2 separate regions of the Manis pentadactyla genome follow, and region 1 is linked to region 2. A link is a contact called in public Hi-C data. All regions are on one chromosome and are shown on one strand. The core of a region is the stretch at or near the end of the contact, and the rest is flanking DNA. Distances in the headings are between cores, read along the strand shown. Region 1 holds the start of DDIAS (DNA damage induced apoptosis suppressor). Region 2 holds the start of CCDC90B (coiled-coil domain containing 90B).

Region 1 (4,792 bases), core at 1,271-3,770, 270 kb before region 2:
CTAGAGGGCAATAAACCCCTAAATAAAGACAATTTAACCAACCTTTCTTTAAAAATATGACAATTAGTGCTTGCACAATTTAGAAATTAATCCCCAAATATTCTTCCTCATTTAAGTTTTTGGGGTTTTTTTTTTTTAGTTTAAGTTCGCTTATTGGTGAGTTGTGTGCTCAATTAGACAGTAAACACTTTACAGCAGGAAGTGTCTTCTTTTTCATTGTGTCCCCCACACTTAGCACAGTGTCCTAGTCCTGTTTCATGTTTAATCCATTTCCTAAAATTTGATAATTTTGTAAAGAATGATTTGATAAACATCCATATAGTTTTGGTACAATATAAAAATCTATTTTAGAGCCCTAAAGAAGACAGTTTCTGCTTGTAATATGACCAAATTGAAGAAAAAAATTAGAATGAGGATAAATGTAAATAATGATTAAAATAAGTTCTAATTAAGATACTATATATGAAACTACTCTGCACTTTATATGCAAGTATAAGATTATTTTGCTATGTGGTAGAATTGCTTTATGTTTAATAGTATATAGCAAAACTGGCTTAGGAAAAGGAAAGTGAGAAATCAGGAAAAATTAATAGCTGAAGTTCAGATTGACAGTTTTGAGCTTGGCACTGGGGATATAAAGAGATGGTCCCTTTACAATCTTACCCTGGCTCCAGAAAAAAAACATTGAACAGATCAATTCACTGTAATATGATAAGTGATAAAAAGTAGGGAAAACCTGGAAAAGAAAGCTTCCTGGAGAAGACCCCTGAAAAGAATCTTAAAAAAAAATAAACATTAGCCAAGAGAGTGAAAGAACATTTTAGATGGAAGGAAGAGTGGGAAAAAAAACCCCAAAGGCACAGAAATGTGAAACATACTATGGCAGGCAGTGTTTGGGAGTACGGAGGAGAACAAAGAACACAGCTCAGATTACTTTTTTGTGCGCCATTTAGCATAAATTACTAGTACATAAAGAACAAGGAAAAGAATCATGGAAACACATGAGGGAGAATAAAATCAAATACAAAATAAACTAGACAAAACAAATAGTAGGACTAACAAAGTACAGTAGTATAAGATTTAGAAAAAGAAGAAAAGCCATCCTATAGAGAAAGGTCTTTTTAAGGGGGCATTAAATGAAAAATGAAAATCCTATTGTGTGGCATATACCTACTCTTAAAAATTTTTTTCTTAAATTGCAAGATTCTGCTTATGGTTTTTCATGTGTTCAATGAATATTTATTGAAAACTTACTTCTCCTGAGCACTGAATAATACAGCACAAGATAGATTAGGTTCCTGTCTTCATGAAACTTTCAGATTAGTGGGGGTAGAAGAAATAAGTAAATGTATATATTACGTGATATATGATGCATTTTCATGGTTTCATATATAGTGAACATGGTTAGTACCATGAAGGAATAAGATGGGTAATATAGAAACTATGAGGAAATGGGTGTCTACTTGAAATTAAAGTGGGGCCTTCTTGGGGGGTAACATTAAAGACTGAAGGATGAGAATGAGCCAGGTATTTGAAGAACTAAGGTATTCTAGACAAAGAGAAAGGTAAGCACAAAAGCCCAAGAAGAGATACCATTTAGGGTATTTGAGAAGCATGGCTTGAAGTACAGTGACTAAGGGGGAGAGTGGTACAAGGGAAGGTCAGGAAGGTGGGGTAGATGACCTAGGGCCTCAAAGGCTACTGTAGGGAACTGAGGCTTCATAAGCAGAATTTTAAGCAAGTAACATTTTCTCTGAAGGGAGCTTAGCCCAGATATATGTCCCCTAGTGCAGAGGTAGATGTACCACCATATTACACCCTCCCCCAAATTGGACTTTTTAGAGGATGTGTAGAGGGAAGATGCCTTTGCTGGCACACATTCATCACTTTTTGGGTTATTAGGGAACCTGAGGTTAGTAGCACTAATAATGTGTTCAGTGATCTTTCTTTCTGCCTTCCCTTTGTATCCTATACCACCTAATCTTCCTTGTCCTTAGAGATTGCCATGTAGCCTAAGATGATAACCAAATCTAGGAATACATATGTGCTTTTGGTAGAACCTTACTAATCATGTATACCTAAGGGTCCCATAACAAGGATAACAACAGAGAATTAGGCAGGATTAATTTTTTTACTTTCTCTATCTTCCCTTTAGTAACATAGAAATCAGTAATTCCATTTATCTTTCATTTTTACAAGTTTCTATCTTACTACTCTAGGTAGCAAGATTTTATTTTCACAGAAATACTGTTTTGATTAATAAGATCTCCCTTCTGTAGTTACCACACTTCTAAATTTTGACCATCCTTAGGAAAAGCCATACCTAAAAGATTGTTGAACATGTACACAGACTTTCATTTCAGAATATTTATATTATGCTATAAATAAGATCTATTTTTAAAATTTTGATAAACCAACAATTGAACTTTTAAAAAGAAAGTATGAAAGCAATACATTGGTATTATTGCTTTACTTCTCTGATGTTTTTCACATAAGGATCTGAAGCACTTTGAACTCTGACCTTGTAACATTTTGATTTTTCTGTTTGCAGAACCTGAGTTTTTTTTTTCTCTTCAAGCTGTATAAAAATGTGCACACTGAAATCCAATGAAGTGATTTTCTCAGCTAAAAAGAGCCATTACCCACCAATTTAAGTTCTTTAAAAGATTCATGTAAGTTCATTCCTATTGATGGTAGAAACAAATTCTATTGATAAAGATGTGAAACAAGCTAAATGTCTTTCTTGAAGATGGAGCATTATTCAAAAACAGAATATTTATTTGAGCTACTGTGTTTTAAATCTTATTTTCCTATTAAAACATTTAATTGAGCAGAAAAAGAGAACTAGTTTTCCAGTACATTAACACTGCAAAAAACATCTGTTGACTTTGTAATGGAGGTTAAATGGTTTTCCTAAGAAATGAATTATGTACCTACAATTAAAGACTGGCCAGTCATCCCCATGGCTTTTTGTTTTGCAGGCCACAGTGAGAACACATGAATGGAAGAAGAAAATTTCTTCTTGCCTCAGTTCTTGCTCTCCAGAATTCAAGTTTTATATATCCTTCATGTCAAAAGTGCTTCTCTCGGGTAATTCTCATCTCCAAAAGGTAAAAGTAAAGCCTGTAAGCATGAGAGGAAATTCAAGTGTCTGCTGTAGATTCCCCATGGCTAGAGGACGAGTAAGGATTAAGTTCGCCACACCAGGACATAAGGCTCTTTCGGGTTGGTTATTCTGTAAGTCCTGGAGTAGAATTGGCTAGTAGTCCTCTGTTGCTAGAGGGAAGTAAGTCCCTATCCTGTTAGAAAACCACAATCCATTTCTGGGCTAGCCCTGGTATAGTATAGGGGTTTTTTGTTGATTGTTTGCTTATTTTTGCCTGATCCCTAGCTTATTTTTTAAATAAATAAAACTTCTTGAGAACAAGGACTTCATAGTACTCTCTGTAGCCTCCAGAGGCTTGGATAGTGTTTGCACATACTACTATGTTATGATACTGAGATGCAGGCCAGGTATAGCTGAAAGCCTACGATTCTTCTCTGATCTTGATAGAGTACAAAAGAGGGATTAGGGTTGGTGTTCTTTAAGAATACTTTCTCTCTGCCAGAGGAGAGGGAGGATAAGGATATATGTAACTACCTCATGGTGTATGAGGAAGAGTAATTATGCCAGCAATATTCTTAACTAGTCTTTTTTGTCTAGTTAGCATTGAATGGAGAGGAATTGGCACCTGAGCCCACATCTAGACCCTAAGTCATCCTTCCAGTAGTTATCATTGTTCCTTATTAAGCCATTCTCCCAAGTAACTCATTTGTGAACTCTGAGAGACTCTGTTTTTGCTATTCATCATTAAATGTACAGCCTAGGATCCAGTTCACAGAAAACGCAACAGATGTTTGTTAAATGAATGAGTAAATGACAGTATGATAGTGTCTCGAGTCTGAACTTTGATCACCCATTTTCAGGTTCCTTTCTATATGAAAAAACTAAAACTCGGGCTATTTACCTTTGATCAGGATCCATTCTTAGAAGAATTGTGTGATATAATGGAGCTATTTCAAGCTTCAGAGATCCTAGCCGGGTTGCAGATAGGCTCTGACACTTGATAGTTGTATGATCTATGGCAAGATACTTCTGTGAATCTACTCACTTTAAAGTGGGATAATAATACCCACAAAGTTACAGATAATGACCATACATGACATATATTAGGATTTCTAAAATGGAAATACAAATCTATTTATATAAAATACAAATCTAAGTATACTTTACCTATCGCAGTATAACATGGTGATTAAAAAGCATAATTGTCTAGAGACAAACTGCCTCCCTTTTTGGAAGCCAGGTTCCCAACATTGCCACTTAAAGCTGTGTGGCCTTGGGTAAGTCACTTAAATTATCTGGGCCTCAAAATGCAGAGAGTACTATCTGCCTCTAGGGTTGTTGTAAGGATCTAATGAGTTAATATATATGAAATGCTTAGAACACTGTGTGATACATAATCAGTAATATATAGATGTGAAATATTTTTAAAACTAGGTTTTTTCCCAAGTCTTTTCTTTTAAAGACAATCTGCCACAAAATTAGGTTGAACAGTACTGCCAAGTATCTCTTTAGACTGGTAATAACAATAGGTAACATTAATGAATATTTACCATGCACTGGGTACTATGCTAGGAGCTTTGTAAGACTTATGTCTTTTAATACATAGTCCTATGAGGGAATGCTATTGTTAATACCAGTCTTCAAAAGAAAAAAAGCTTAGAAAGTTTAAGTAACTTGCCAAAAATC
Region 2 (5,466 bases), core at 2,914-5,413:
ATCTAGGTACTTAAAAAGACAGAGTTGCAAACTGAGGTATTACTTTTCTCCTAGTATAGTGTAGGGCAAATGTGATTCCTTCCTATATCTTTCCAGCCAAAAAACATTTGAGTGCCAGGCAGTGTTAGGTGCAGGGGATGACAAGCATATACCCATAACTGATATCTTAATTATTGACTTTATAGACTAGATGGCAGGAAATAGATGTTTTTAAAAAAATGTAGACATAAACTCTAAATTCAAATGATGAAAGAGTAATGTCTAATCCTTTAGATTAATTTACTCAAATACACAGATAAATTCTGTTTGTAACTAGAGGTAAGAGGAAGCAGATATAAAGGTGGATGGATTTTGAACACACACACACACACACACACATTAGCACAGTGGCCAGCAATCTATCTGAGAGCAAACTAGAAGAGTTAAGCAGTGTGCCTTTGTGTTAGTATTACATCTAACAAAGGAGAGAAAGGGAAATTAGGGGAAAAGAGGAGCAGATTGCAATAACAGTTCCAGTAACAACTGCTTTTAGAATAATGATTGGTACCATTAGTTACCTATCCTTGATTAGAAGTGTTTTATTTGGGAAAAAAAATCAGTGATAGTATTTATATAATGTTACTGTTTTCACATTTATTATCTTTAAAGTCTCATGGATGAGAAAAACTGAGGTTCAGAGGAGCTAATCTGTCTGAGATATTCAGGTCTCAGGGCTAGACATATTAGTACAGTTCCTCTGACTTCAGTCAACAAACATTTGAACACCTTCCACAAAGAGAAGCTTCCTATTCAGTATGAGACAGAGACCAGCTACATTAACACTGCCAGCAAATCTCAGCAGGTGCAGCCTCAGTCTCATGTCCTGCTGTGCTCTCCCAGGCCCTTTGCTCTCAAGGGCTCTTTTTACTTCTACAAGCCGTCTTTTGCCTTCTCATGTCAGGGCCCTTTGCCCAGCCCGTTTAGCTCTTCTTTTCTTTGTCTATTTGCATTTTTCTTTTCAGAGTTCAGTCCAATGTCTCCTCCCCCAGGAAGCCTGCCAAGACTTTTAGGTCAGGTTTTCCTTTTAAGATTTTTCAGAGGATCCTATAATGTTCTGTGCCATACCTCACAATTCACACATTTATGTGATTAACAGTTTAACTTTCCCACACTAGGCCAGGAGTTGAGTCAGCAAACTACCCCCTGCAGGCTACCACCATCTGTTCTTCTAAATAGCTTTACTGCAACACAGCCTTACCCATTCATTTATGTATAATCTATGGCTGCTTACATGGCAGAGTAAGCTGGGAGTATCCTATGGCCTACAAAACCTAAAATATTCACTACTGATTCTTTACAGAAAAATTTTGCCAACCACTGTATTAGACTCTATAATATAAAGTCCATATGAGCAGGACCATTCGTATTCTTGCTCACCACTGGATCCCCAATGCCAGTACAGTTCCAGGCGCTCCACAGATGTTTATTTACCAAATGAAATGAGATTTGCTGTGCTATACATTGTAGATTCAACGGTAAGGCTGTGGTTTTTAATGACGTGCTATCAGGATATGTCCATAAGGGAACATAGGTTCTCACCGAGAATAATCAAGAATGGCTATTTGGAAATGATGCTAGAGTTACAGTAAATCTTAAGGAGGAATTACCCAGGCAGGGGGAACGGAATGAACAAAATTCACCAGAGCATAGGCTGCCTTTGCGATTCCTAGCCTGGGTTATTTACTATGGGGATGAGGAGGGCAGAGAATACACAGGACCTGTGGAACACTTATTCCTTATATGGGCTCAAATAGTCATGTAATCTTTTGCTAAGGCCTCACAATCCTAAGAAGTATGTGTTGACACCCTCTCTAAAAGTAGAATTTGGAGGGCACTCTTCTTTGGAGGAAATAGGAACTGGAAAAGCCATTCGATAGCCATTGTAGGGTGTCATGATCACTGTCCCGACCGTGTCATGAATACTTAAACTCATAAGCACTCTTAAGAATATGTCTTTGCAGGCATATTAATGGATAGAGGAGATGAAGCAACTAGAATCAGTGTTTCCAGTGTAGGGTGGAGTAACAGGTCCTTAATACCTTAAAAGTTCCCAGAATTTACACAAAACCCCAAGTCCTTCCTTTCATTGTTACTTCCTTTGATATGTATCTTATGGTTTTTTTAAAGTGGGAAACAAACTCAGTCCAAAGCCTTTACCAGCAGCATAGAGATACTAAGTTGTGTATCTTGGATTGGAACTCTGGCCTACACTGCACAAGCTGCCTTTGCTGGAAAAGGCCAGATTTTACTTTTGATAAAACATGTAAAATTGTGTCTCATTACATCTGAACTGCAAGTTTTATATTAATTTACTAACATTAGAGCTGCAACAGTTCAGTGACATGCTGGTTATTAATATGTATTTCTACATGCTGGTCTGTTGACATGTGCTTTACTAAATACGTAAGAATTACCAGGATTAATAAATTAAACTAACACAGAAATCTCTGGGCTCCATCCCTGGAAAGTGATTCAGTAGTTCCGAGGTAGGGCCTAAGATCCGTACCCTGCAGTTTCTGATGTTCCGCTAAGTCTGGGAAGTAGAAATGAACTAGGAATCCACCACTCTTGCTAGTAAAACAAGACAAATGACATCACTTTCTTGTGCCTTCTTCTATTCAACTTTAAATAGGGAATTGGACTAGATAATAAAATTGAGATCCATCCATGGGTCAGAGATTAAGGTTTTGTGAATTCCTTAATTACTGGCATTATTAGGCAAGTTTAAACTACTTGTACATATTAGCTGTAAGGGGCTACTTAAGATTTCTCCAAGAACACTCAGATTCAAGTAGGGTAATTCAACAAGTTAGGATATTATCATTTCCTTTTGGTAATGTATTTTAAATATGATAGATACTTCAGTTTACTCTCTAAAAATAACAGCGTTTTCATCTGAATATGTAAACAAACATATCTCTAAAAGTTTACAAAGACAGGATAAAGATTGGGGTGATATCCCAGGCATCAAAAAATGACCTCCTTTGGCACGGTTCACATGGCACTAAAGATTTAAGAGGATGAAGATGCCAGAGGTCAGTATGAAGTGCCTACTCTGTGGGCAGTCTTGAAGAGCTTAAAACTTTGGGAAAAAAAGATTCTGGAAATGTCTCTCAGAATAAAGTCAGATACTGCTAACGGGGGTGCCAGCCAGTTCAACATTTGTAGGTTCCAGCATGTTTTGTTTTTTTAACAGCTTCTATGTGATTGTAGAGTACTGAAAATCACAGCGATAATAAAGCGGACCTGACATGAAACGTATGCTGTAGGCCACCAAATACCTGGACTCGAGGGCAGCACTAAATGACACTAAGTTTGAACAGGCCACGAAAGAAGTCAGGCCTCCCCGAACTCGGAGGACATAAGGTTGCTCCTCTCACACCTACGAGAGGGCGGGGATTATAAACCTCATCCGGTAGAAAGAAGAAAAGGCTCAGATGGCAGCCTGGCGGGGCTCCTAGTGACGGCGCCAGGAGGGAACCCCGGGCCTTCAGAGGCTCGCTCTCCAAAGAGGAGGGCGGTCCTTTTCTCAGTCCTCCCCCTTCCCGCCCAGCTCCGACGGGGCGAGACCCGGCAGCGGGGTCGCCAGCACAGGGTTGGGCTGGGCAGGCGCCCTCGCGTCCCGCTCGCCCGAGCAGGCAGGAGCCACCGGCATCGCCTCTTTAAGGGGCACTCAGGCATCGGTGACACGGAGCCTTTTCTCACCTCTCCGCAGGGTGGGCGAGAAACAGCCGCAGGGACTTGACACGCGGTGGCCCCCGCCGCCTCCAGAACACAGGAGCCGCCAGCCCCACCTACTCCACATGGCTCCGGTTTCTGGGGGCGGGAGGAGGCCGAAGTCTGAAAGAACTACGCTCAGGCTTTCGAGCCCCGCAGTCCCAGCACCCCGAGGATGCTGGGAAATGTAGTTTCCCGCCCGTTACGCGCACTCATCCAGCGCAGACTCGACTCGCGGTCACGCAAAGCCTGGCCTCTTCACCGACGCGCTAGCAGCTCACTAGCATGGCTCAGAGCTGATGCGCCTCTCCCAGCGCCCTTTCCAAACCCGTGCACGCTGTTACCACCCTAACAAAGCGGGATCTTGTCTGAGAAGCTCTCGGCGCCCATTTCGTAGCAATGAGGCACAGCCAGCTGCCACTAAAGCTCGGGTCCGTGAAACACAGACCCTATCCCCGACCGCACAGCAACCTGGGAGCTTACGTCCCCGCCGCTGAGCGTTCCGGGAGATCGCGCACATACCTTCTGGGAACTGTAGTCCAGCGAGCCCGTCATCCTTGAAGCTTCCTGTCCTGCTGCTTCGCCCTCTTCTGCTCAGGAGGACAAACTTTAGTTGATTTAGGCTCTCTCTTCAGGGAAACGGAATTCCTCCGTTTCTAGCGTGGACCCGCTCCTCATCAGTATCCCTCTCAGACTTCACAAACTTTGCTCCATCAGGTAAAACGTTCAGAACACACAGTACTTGTGTGGTTCAAATGTGCTAATATATTCTTTGTAAATCCTTTGTAAAGTGGTACACAATCTTTGAGTTTTAGTGGCTTAATTATTTTTGCAAGGATGTAAACGGTTATCACGGGATTTTCCTACCTGTTTTCAAAACTTTGTGAGGTCAGCTAGGTAACAAGTACCATCTAAGCACGGAGGCACATTAAAAGAACAACGCCGGATTCCTGCCAGCGGGAAAAAAAAAAAAAAGTTTAATCTCACCAGTCAAAAAAAAAAAAGCAAAACATGGAGACATACCATTTTTACCTATTAAAATGAAAAAGAAAAAAGAATTATCAATGCTCATAAATATGCAGTTAGATAGGGTCACTCACAAGGCTGCCAGGAGTGTTAAGTCAGTATAACACATTTAGAAAGCATTTAATAATACGTGCGAAACCCTAAAAACTGAATGGACAGTTTCACTTGTAAGAATCTATCCTAAGAAAAAGTAATCATATCCGTAAACTGAGATTTAAAAAAATTATAATCCTTGCAGTGTTATTTGTAATAGTGAAAAATTGGCAATAATCTAAGTATTCAAGATGATTCAGTAACTTGTAGAAATGTTGCAAGTTGGAATATTATGCAATTATTAAATATTAAAGAAACAAGTGACAGGAATATTCTTGTTATTTATGTAAATATATGTGTATATATATATAAATTAAGGATATATTATATAAGAATATATATAATATGTAAAAATAGATATATATCCCAAGTATGATTATAATTCTATTAAATGATATAATTGATCCCCATTCTGGAGGAGCTCATGGCCTACTTACTGGAAGATACAGACCTGTAAGCAGGACCACAAAATTTGTACTTAGCTTAAATTAAGTGATCTTTAGGAAAAAAAAAGTACCTCTTTATATAGTCATTTGTACTGGCTATAATTTATATTACTATGAAACTCCCCAATACAAATACACAGTGTTG

Evidence for each region. Hi-C and Micro-C count contacts between places; a contact is called where the count stands out from the background.
Region 1: a Hi-C map of blood shows a contact between it and region 2, with 4 times the contacts expected there. The contact joins the promoter of DDIAS here to the promoter of CCDC90B in region 2. A contact is called at or near these places in 3 of 3 Hi-C or Micro-C datasets (blood, fibroblasts and skin fibroblasts).

What each region holds. Positions count from the first base shown.
Region 1 is chr9:32,348,031-32,352,822 of mManPen7.hap1, reverse strand. It overlaps DDIAS (DNA damage induced apoptosis suppressor), which reads left to right and starts at 2,520. Exons shown (of 5, transcript XM_036895503.2): 1 at 2,520-2,672; 2 at 2,982-3,110. The coding sequence starts at 2,998.
Region 2 is chr9:32,078,518-32,083,983 of mManPen7.hap1, reverse strand. It overlaps CCDC90B (coiled-coil domain containing 90B), which reads right to left and starts at 4,163. Exons shown (of 9, transcript XM_057507181.1): 1 at 3,745-4,163. The coding sequence starts at 3,844. It overlaps LOC118917520 (a long non-coding RNA gene), which reads left to right and starts at 4,335. Exons shown (of 4, transcript XR_005026833.2): 1 at 4,335-4,473.